2 separate regions of the Triticum aestivum genome follow, and region 1 is linked to region 2. A link is a contact called in public Hi-C data. All regions are on one chromosome and are shown on one strand. The core of a region is the stretch at or near the end of the contact, and the rest is flanking DNA. Distances in the headings are between cores, read along the strand shown. Region 1 holds the start of LOC123138421 (ethylene receptor 4). Region 2 holds the start of LOC123138420.

What was found. Hi-C and Micro-C count contacts between places; a contact is called where the count stands out from the background.
Region 1: a contact with region 2 is called in a Hi-C map of leaf, with 4 times the contacts expected there. The contact joins the promoter of LOC123138421 here to the promoter of LOC123138420 in region 2. A contact is called at or near these places in 2 of 5 Hi-C or Micro-C datasets (both in leaf).

Annotation. Positions count from the first base shown.
Region 1 is chr6B:640,361,670-640,366,844 of IWGSC CS RefSeq v2.1, reverse strand. It overlaps LOC123138421 (ethylene receptor 4), which reads left to right and starts at 2,843. Exons shown (of 2, transcript XM_044558399.1): 1 at 2,843-4,930; 2 at 5,013-5,175. The coding sequence starts at 3,230. LOC123138423 (soluble inorganic pyrophosphatase 6, chloroplastic) reads left to right here. Exons shown (of 5, transcript XM_044558401.1): 2 at 1,325-1,425; 3 at 1,522-1,703; 4 at 2,233-2,331; 5 at 2,440-2,739. The coding sequence ends at 2,532.
Region 2 is chr6B:640,146,923-640,152,370 of IWGSC CS RefSeq v2.1, reverse strand. LOC123138420 reads left to right here and starts at 2,243. Exons shown (of 19, transcript XM_044558398.1): 1 at 2,243-3,786; 2 at 4,862-4,947; 3 at 5,029-5,397. The coding sequence starts at 2,463.

The DNA.
Region 1 (5,175 bases), core at 1,594-4,093, 210 kb before region 2:
TGAAAATGTAGTTTATTTGCATTTTGAAATCCGCTTGGTCAAACTGTGTGAAACTTTGCCAGAATTATCACTATATTTGTGTTGATTTTACAGAATTTTTTCAATTATTTCTGGATATTTTCATTTTTTGGGGCAAAACTTGACCAAGAAGAGGCTGAAAATGTAATTTAAGTGTAGTTTTAAACCTGTTTGGTAAAAATGTGTGAATTTTCCCAGAAGTTTCACTATACTAGTGTTGATTTTACAGAATTGTTTCAATTTTTTATGGACACTTCATTTTTTGGTCAAAATTTGAACAAAGAAGGGGCTGAAATGCAATTTAAGTGTATTTTTAAAATATATTTGCCAAAAAATTCTGAAACATTTCCAGAATGATCACTATATTAGTGTTAATTTTGCAGAATGTTTTCAATTTTTTCTGGACACTTCCATTATTTGGTCAAAATTTGACCATAAAAGGGGCTGAAATGTAACTTAAGTGTATTTTTTAAGCTGTTTGGCGAAAATGTGTGAAACTTTCCCAGAATGATCACTATTTTGGTGTTGATTTTAAAGATGTTTTTAAATTTTTTATGGGCACTTCCATTTTTCAGTCAAAAATGTGGCTGCAAACTGGGATGCTGACTGGCCGGTTAGCTGTTAACGGGTCAAAACCAAGCCTATTCAGCAAAAATCGGTTTGAGGAGAGGGGAGGTTGATTCCTAGCCGGTTTTGATAGTTCAGGGGCGAATCTTAGGCAGTTTCATAGTTCAGCATTGAATCTTAGACAAATGGAAGAGCTCAGGTTGTAATATGGACATCTCTCTTTCAGGGATTTCTTCAAGATTTTATATTCTCCTATGTTTGGCAATGGGATCACTTTAAGTCTAGTTTGGTTTCCTTTTTTCGTATGCCCATCTCAAAAAATAGCAGATCTCTTGAGGATAAACTGTTCATATTTATACAAAATCAAATCGAGAGTGCTCTTAAAAATCTCTAGTTCTCTACGATTAAATGGCACCAAAACTTAACTGACCATAGCTAGGTTGTACTGATTCAAGTTAAAGTGTGTCCTTGAATATTTATTGTGCTTGGTCGTTTTTCTTGACAAAAGAAATCTTAAGCTGTTCTTTTATGCCTTATCTTGGTTCCTGTAGAAAAGGGCTTAGTGTGCATATATTTATTGAAGTGTTCATTTTCTTGTCGAGCTTTTATTTGGCGTAAGCTTCCAAGTGAGAAATTTCCCTGCTTCTTAGCAAGGCAATTGAGACATTGAGTTTACACTGCTATTGCCCCCGTTGATATATTTGTGCATTCCTATTCCTGATATCATATATTATGTCAGGTACAACATCAACTGGAACTACGGGTTACTTCCCCAGACATGGGAGGACCCGACAGCTGCAAATGCTGATGTTGAAGGAGCACTTGGAGACAATGATCCTGGTAGTTAACTTCTCTGTTTTACTATTTTTGATGAGCATGGTTTTCATATCAGCTCTATCCACTCTAATAAATCTTTCCCTTGAACTTCTTTCTCAGTTGATGTTGTCGAGATTGGTGAAAGACGGGCCAATATTGGGGATGTTCTTAGGGTGAAACCGTTGGCAGCTTTAGCAATGATTGACGAGGGAGAGCTCGACTGGAAAATTGTGGCCATCTCTCTGGATGATCCCAAAGCATCTCTTGTGAATGATGTAGACGATGTCGAGGAGCATTTTCCGGTATGATTGATGTCCTTGTCCTTACGTTTTAGTGTTTGTCCTTGTTCTCCTTTGGTATCTGGTGCCTATATATCCTTAAGGAAAGTAGGACATGCACATATATCATATGAGTGCCCTTTTCTGTTTCGAATATTGACCTCGGCTAAGTAGCTTGGGAGCAACTCAGTTGTACCTACCTCTGGATGTTTTCTTTCTACTCATTTGCCCTAATTAATATAATCCAGATATCAGTGTCAAAAATATTTAGATTGCGTTCATGGCATTGAAAAGAAAACACATTACTCCTGGTATAATTGTTGAACTCTAGTAATCCACCACATGCTTTTCTGTAACAACCACAAGTGCATTTACATGAGGCTTTATCCTGCCTGTGGTTGTTAGATTTTTATGTTATAAAAATGTGCAAGTTATCATAGCTTTTCCAAGTTCAGATCAGTTCGACAGTTGGCATTGACTGAAACCTAATGGCAACTAATTATATCCCCCATCTGTCATGCGTTCTTACCAACATTTTGCGGCACCTACTCAGGGAACACTGACTGCAATCAGAGACTGGTTCAGAGACTACAAGATACCAGACGGAAAGCCCGCCAACAGATTCGGCCTCGGCAACAAGCCCACAAGCAAGGTAAGAGGCTGATTTTAGCTCAGCTTCTTGGTTTACCCTCCTGAAACGCAGAAGATATTTATACAATATCTGATGGTATCTATCTATATCCTTATTTGCCGCAACCAGGAATATGCCCTGAAGGTGATAGAAGAAACCAACGAATCATGGGAGAAATTGGTGAAGAGGAAAATCCCCGCGGGAGAGCTCTCTCTAGCCTAGCCTAGCCTTTTATAGGCCCATGAGAAGCCAACAACACATTCTTTCAGTGACATACCTCCTAATCGTGCCGCTCTTTTGTGATATATATCTATGAACATGCTTTTCTTCATCTGCAGAACATTTCGCGTACCTGTGTGTAACAACATGAATAAATGAATAATCTGGTGGAGCGAATAAGGATTTCTGAGCAAGTTTTTCGCAGTGAAACTGAATGCTTTTTTGTCCGGTTAATTAACACGCAGCTCCGCAGAAAATGGGTCAAAATGGATCACCTTCCTGGGAACTTGGAAAGTTGGGCTGGCTGGGAGAGTGCGTGGCTACGAAGAAATGAGAAGATTCATTTGCCGAGTTCTTCCTCCTTTTTTTTCGAAAGTTTGTCTCCGTGCCGCCATCGCCATGCCTCTGGTTTTCTCTCTCAGAGGAAGCCATGCCTCTGTTGCAAGGCCTGGGCTGGGGTTGGGCTGTCAGCCAGTCAGGGTGGTGGTGTCGGCCGCTGCATGGGGCATGTCAGCGTTCGGTACACACCTGTCCTCTCCCCGGCTCGCCACCGCACCGGAATCAACCGCCACCTCCGCATCTCTCTCTCCACGTCGGCATCTTCCCCGACCAAATCATTGCACGCATGCATATACTACTACTGCATGCATTAGCCTGACCGCTCAGACCGCCTAGCTCGACCAGGGAACCGACCGAGGCAATGGCGCGGCACTTCGCGTCGGCGGGGGCGGGGGCGGTGCAGCGGTACTACTGCGGCGGGGCGTGCGACGGCGGGGACGACGGCGCGGTGCAGGCGATGCTGCAGTGCCAGCGGGTGAGCGACTTCCTCATCGCCGCCTCCTACCTCTCCATCCCGCTGGAGCTGCTCTACTTCGCCTCCTGCGCCGGCCCGGCGCCGCTCAAGTGGCTGCTGCTGCAGCTGGCCGCCTTCGCCGTGCTCGGCGGCGCCACCCACCTGCTCGCCGTCTTCTCCCTCGCCCACCCGCACTCCTCGGGCCTCCTCCTCGCCTCCACCGCCGCCAAGCTCCTCGCCGCGCTCGTCTCCTTCGCCACCGCCGTCTCCCTCGTCGCGCTCATCCCGCGCCTCATCCGGGCCAAGCTCCGGGAGGCCTTCCTCCGCGCCAAGGCCCGCCAGCTCGACCGCGACCTCGGCCTCATCCGCCGCCGCGTCGAGGCCACCTCCCGCGTCGTCCGCATGCTCACCCACCGCATCCGCAGCTCCCCGCTCGACGCGCACTCCGTCCTCCACACCACCATGCTCCACCTCGCCGACGCCCTCGAGCTCCACAGCTGCGCCGTCTGGATGCCCGGCCAGGACGCCGGCGCCGACCTCCACCTGGTGCACCAGCTCAGCCTCAGGGGCAAGGGCCCCGTCCGCGTCGTGCTCGGCTCGCAGGCCCCCATCTCCCCGGACGACCCGGACGTGGTCGACGTAATGGCAAGCGAGGCTGCCAAGGTGCTCAGGCCAGGCTCGGAGCTCGCGACGGCGAGCAGCGGCGAGCTCCAGCCGCCGGGTGCCGTGGCTGCCATACGGATCCCCATGCTCAAGGTCTCCAACTTCGACGGAGGAAAGACACCGGTGGCGAGCTCATACGCCATATTGGTGTTGGCTCTTCGCAGCAAGGCATCAGGCTCCGGTTACAGAGAGTGGAGCGGCCATGACATGGAGGTTGTGCAGGTTATCGCCGACCAGGTCGCCGTGGCGCTCTCTCACGCGGCGGTCCTAGAGGAGTGGCAGGCCATGAGCAACAGGCTTGCCGAGCAGAACAGGGCCTTGCTGCACGCCAAGCAGGACGCGATGATGGCGACCGAGGGCATCAACAGCATCCAGAGCGCCATGTGCGAAGGCATGCGAAGGCCGATGTACTCGATCATCGGCCTGCTCTCCATGGTGCGTCAGGCGAAGGACATGCGCCCCGAACAGAGGCTCGTGGCCGACGCCATTGCCAGGACGAGCACCCTGTCGCTGGCGCTGATGAACGACGTCGACACGGAGACGTTGACGGTGAACCGCATGCCGTTCGACCTGCACTCCCTGATGAGGGAGGCCATGAGCGTCGCGGGGTGCCTGGCCAGCTGCGGCGGGGCTGGTTTCTCGTACCAGCTGGAGAACGGCTTGCCTGAGTGGGTTGTCGGCGACGAGACGAGGGTCTTCCATCTCCTGCTGCAAATGGCGGGTGATGTGCTCGGTCAGCGGCGCGATGGAGCAGGGCGTCTCTCATTCTCCATCAAAAGCTGCAACGCGGACCAAAAGAATTGCATCCCGGTGTGGCCAAATCTGTCTGCAGGTTGTAGCATATGTGTTGAGTTTCAGGTCGCCATGGAAAGATCAACTGGATGCAGCCAGCCACCCAGCAGTCCGGCCAGCTCTCAGATCAACATGTGCAAGAAGATTGTGCAGGTTGGTACTCACTTAGTCGCTTGGTATACCAAAAGAAAATTTTGCAGCTCCCGGTTGTTAATCCATCGCCTCATTTCTTCAGATGATGAATGGTACCATGTGGTCGGCATCGGATGGCGAAAGCATCACCCTCATCCTGCACTTCCAGCTGCAGCAATCACACGTGTGCCGAAGAACGTCGTCATCCATCCCCCACTTCAATGGCCTGAGGATCCTGCTCGCAGACGGCGACGACATGAGCCGGG
Region 2 (5,448 bases), core at 994-3,493:
AGGGATTGTAAGTTGTCCTATGCCCAACCCATGGCTTATATAGCACACTGAGAGTCCCAGGGTTAAAGATACTAGTCGGCTACGCCGGTGGAGGTAGAGTCCTCCACAACTTCGATATCTTTAGATTGCACGCCAAGTCTTCCAGAGTCTCTGTATAACCCGCCATGGGCCGCCCAATATGGCCTAGGACGGAGCCGACCCAGGGGTCATCAGCCCGGCCCACGAGGCCGAGAACTGACGTGGTGAGAGTCCTCTCGCCCGGAACACCGTCACCAAGTTTGCTCCGATGGTTGCTTTGCCGCTAGCAACAGGGCTATTGGCGCCAGCGGTTGGTGGTTTGCTACGAAGGAGAGCTTGCAGGCTGTGAAAACTTTTGATGCTATATTTCTTGATAATCCTTTACAACTACAATTTCGATACAATGGCACTGCATTCTGTGCTACTGTTCTTACCTTTTCTCGTTTAATTTTTTGGTCGTAAAAATCATTATGATTTGACATATTTAGACAAGCCAATTCATGGTGTGGTGATCCATGACACGACATATGTTGCTTAATAAACTCTCCTAACATTTCGATCGCTCGTCCTTTGCCCAACCTCCCCTACCACACCCCTACCCTCTCACCATTCTGATCTTTTTCCCTATACCATCCTTGTTTTTTTGGAAAACAGTTTCAACTGCCCCATATTTTATTGACTTACCAATTTATTTATTTATTAGGTAAAAGTTCTTACCAAATATAATCTCTTCGCATACTTTAAGTAGATAGAAAGATAAAATATGTGTAACGTTCTGTTGTCTGCTCGTCCTTTGTCCAACCTCCCGCATATACGCTCTCTCATTCCCCTTTTCATTTTGATTCCCCCCTCCCATCGACAGTTCTTCTCCACCGTTTTTTTCTTTCAAACTGTCTCAACTATCCCACATTTTTTGGTAAATAAATAATTATACTCCCTCCATTCCTAAATATAAGTTTTCTTTAGAGATTTCACTATGTACTACAATGGAGCAAAATGAATGAATCTACACCCTAAAATATGTTTATATACATCCATATGCAGGAACGAAGAGAGTATTGTTTTCTTTAGAAGTCAATAAATGCTTTACCAAATATAATACTAATGTTTTTTCTTCAGCAAGTCAATAAATGCTTACCACATATAATCGTAATATTTTTCTTTGGCAAGTCAATAAATACTTACCAAATATAATTTTAATGTTTTCTTTGGCAAGTCAATAAATGCTTACCAAATATAATCGTAATATTTTTCTTTGGCAAGTCAATAAATACTTACCAAATATAATTCTAATGTTTCTTTGGAAGTCAATAAATGCTTACCAAATACTCCCTCCGTCCGGAAATACTTGTCGAAGGAATGGATGTATCTAGTCGTATTTTAGTTTTAGATGCATCCACTTTTATTCATTTCTGCGACAAGTATTTCTGGACGGAGGGAGTATAATGCTAATATTTTCTTTGGCAAGTCAATAAATGCTTACCAAATACAATCCTTGCATTTTCTTCGAAAGTCTAAAAATGCGTACCAAATATATAATCCTAATAAATATGGACCCATTTATCTGGCGAACGCTCGCTCGGGAGAAATTGCCAGCGAACGCCCCAGTTGCCATGCAAATACAACTAAAATTGCCATGCATTTGCCATGTATGAAAGGGGAACTTGCCATTTAGAAAAAAATGCCAGCGATGCAGTGCAATTTTTGAAAGAATGACATGCGTCTGATCACAATCCAACGGCTTTACAGTCGTTCGCTGTGAGCTCCATCCCAGCGAACGTTCGCCGGTTAGATAGTATATTGATAAATACTTATACCCCACTGCAATTATCTGCTAAAAAAATCAGATCACATTCCAGGGTGTGTATCACCCGCAAAATAATAGTGGTGCCTATCTCGTGCTGCGTCCATCCTGCACCGTCGAATCGCCAGAGATGGAAGCCTCCAAATGCGGTTGACAGTAGGACGGGACACGCTCCCCCGTTTTCCGTTCCGTCTGCACTCCCGGCCTCGCTTCACCCGAACGAAACACCGCGCGTACGCCAGCCCGGGGGCTGTAAAGTTGCCGTTTGCGACGTGTATCCAGCCCGCGATTTGGGTCTATGCACAACGGACCCCGTGTCCCGGCGCGGCCACGCACGCCTACTACGCGGTACGCGCCCCTAGCCAGCTAGCCCCCACCACCCCACCCCGCCCCGCCCCGCTCCCCCCTCTTCTCCCTCCCTCCCTCCCATCGGATCCGAACCCCGTACCGAGAAAACCGGGCCGGAGAGAGAAATCGAAGGCGCGGTCGGGAAACTGAGCAGAGCTCTCCCCGGTCGGTCGCTCGCTCGGAACGAAACCCTAACCCTAGCCCCGCCCCGGCCCTCCCCGCCGTCCCGCCTCGCCGGAGGCCTCCTCCCCCCGACGCGGGCGCCTCCCCCGGCGATGCGCCCCTCCCCCGCATGAGCGCCCGGGGCATGGCCGGCGCCGAGGGCTCGCCGGCGGGCCCGGCCCTCGGCGGCGTCGACCCCTTCGAGCAGGCCAGGAAGGCGCTGTCCCTGCGGACCCCGTTCGAGGGCGAGGAGACGGCGTCCAGGGCGCCCACCCTCCCCGCGCGCCTCGTCAGCTGGTCGGGGCCCAGCGACAGGCGCAAGAAGCACAAGAAGCTCGAGCTCCCGGACGCGGCCGCCGAGGAGCGCCCGCCGCAGCTCAACGCGGCGGCGCTCTCCTCCGGGAAGAAGGGCGCGTGGGACCACTTCGAGGCGTATTTCAGGCCGGTCAGCATGGGCGACGTCGAAATGTTGGCGCCCAAGCTCCCCTTCGCCCACGGGGAGCTCGACCCGTGCCTCGCCATCCCATTTCTGGGCACCACCCAGGACTTGCTGGACCAAGGCGAGACGTTTGATGTCGCTGTGGCTGAGACGAGCTCCTACCTGGGCGTGGGCGGCGAGGAGGTCGTCAGTACCAAGGAGCGAAGTGGGCAGACCATCGATTTTGTCAGTAGCATGAGTGTGGAGCAGGGCATACATGATGTGGTCGTGCAGCAGCTGGTTACTACCAGAGAGCGTGGTGACCAGAGCCTCGAGCAGCGCTTACATGAGGCTGTTGTGAAGCGGGAGTGGCCAATGGAAGTGGAGCAAGGTAGTAGCAGCGGCGGCACCGCGTCACCAACATGCGCAGATGAGGCAGGCACATCGATGAATTGGCTGCTAGGAGCAAGGCAGCGAGTTGTGCTCACTTCTGAGAGGCCAAACAAGAAGAGGAAGCTCATAGGTGTGGATGCTGGGTTAGAGCAGCTTGTGCTGCTTCCACGCCTGGGAGCTCAGGCTGGGACGATGTGCGATGTTTGCTGTTTGGGAGAGACTGACATGGCGTCAAATAGGATGCTTTGCTGTAACAACTGCAAGGTTTCCGTGCACCAGTGGTGCTATGGTTTGCATGTTGTGCCAGATGGCCAGTGGTTGTGCACTTGGTGCAAGTATGTGGAGTCGACAGGGTGCTCATTGAAGAAAGATGCAGGCATCACCCTTTCAATGCCGTGTTTGCTATGCCCAAAGGAGAAAGGGGCCCTAAAACCTGTAATAGGGGAGCCTAGTCGAACTGCAGATGGAGGCAACCTAAAATTCGCACACTTATTTTGTACTCTTTGGAGGCCAGAGGCTCTTGTGGAGGACATGGACTCAATGGAGCCTATTACAAATGTTGGATGGGTGCAAGAGAATCAGAGGAAACTGGTGTGTAACATTTGCAAGGTTAAGCATGGTGCATGCATTCGATGCAGCCATGGTATGTACTTTTACTCTTTGTTTCCATTATCACATTTTGAGTTTGATTGACTAAATATAATTCGTAAGGTTATGAGACCATATGTTTTGCAGAATATTGCTTGAGAACTGCAGCCTTGTGTTGTATCATTAATTGTTAAAATTAGGTGTAGGATGCTGTTTGCAGTCAAGCATAATGATCCGTATTCTGCTGTACCAGGCTGGGGCATTAGAATGCTTTCTAAAATAGTGATCTAGCAATAGGCCTCGTGATATTTGATTCGGCTTGTATCTCTTCAGTGTATTGCTATCCTTTCTCCTATGTGGAGTGACAAACTTCTGTAGTAGTCTTTTATAATAAGACCATTAGGCCAGGGTGCCACCTTCATCATCTAAAATGGTGCATTATGCGTGACTGCTGTTTTTCCCGTGAAATATCGTGTTCACCGGGTGCTACTTTCCAAAAAGCCAGCATCACTTTCAGCACTTGGCTTGTAGTGCTCGAGTGGATGCAGCCTCTTAGTAAGGTTTTCCTTGACTAAAGTAGTGTCCTGTGATACTTTGGTATTGTCTTGTGTTAATTTACTTGCTTGTCTAAGTAAACGAAGATGTTCTCTGTTATTTTCTTGTGGCCACATGAAGGAATCTTGTTTTATGTTGATTGATTCCTTGGCTATGTGATTGACACTTATTTCATTGTGATACTGTTATTGTCTTGTGTTGATTGACTTGTTTGCCTAATTAACCAACATTGTTTTCTGTGTTATTTTCTCATGGCTGGAACATTCTCTTAGATATCGCAATACCCTGAACTCTTTTTGATATATGAAGTGTCTGCTTAAAATAGAGTAAGCATTGAATTATGTCCTAAATATGTGCCCTAAAAGCTGTTCATATGTGATACATTATATGAAAAGAAACATGTTCTGTTTGAGTTATCTTTGTTATTTCCCTCAACTTTTCTGCCAATTATAATTAGTACCATCTATGATATATATAGCCATGCTAAAGAATTATTAGTTTATGGTTACTATCCAGTCATGCAGAGTTTTACCAACTTTTGCATGTTGTTAATGCTAAGCTCCATGTGGTTTCAGGGGCCTGCCGGACAGCCTTTCATCCTATATGTGCACGAGAGTCCAAGCACCAAATGGAGATATGGGGAAAATCTGGACTTCCTAATGTGAGATCATTATCTTCTGGCTGTTGCCACAACCTTATGTAGATTGTTGCAGTTCATTTTTCATGTTTGTTTGTTCTGCAGGTTGAGCTGAGAGCGTTTTGCTCAAAGCATTCTTCAGTTGGATATGTCAATTCTGTAGACAAAGGTAATAATGCATCTGAGCAGAGGCCTACAGAAGTGAGGCTGAACGATGCAAATCTCGGCAGTGGAAAGATACCAAAACTGAGGTTCACACGCAAGAAAAAGGACAGATCCTTGAACCATGAAACCAGTAGCTTTAACCCTGATAACCTTATCAAAGTAGAGACAATGGAGCATGGTGCTTTGCCCCATAAAGTTAGAAATTTAAATACTCAAGCAACTCGAAATATGGAAATTGATACTGATCATCCCTCAGTTGGTGAGAATCTTATGAGAAACTCTGGTGATATTGCTATGGTGCTTAAAAAGGTAACTGGCTAACTGCAGTCCTGATTCAGAATCCAATAATTACTTAGCCAT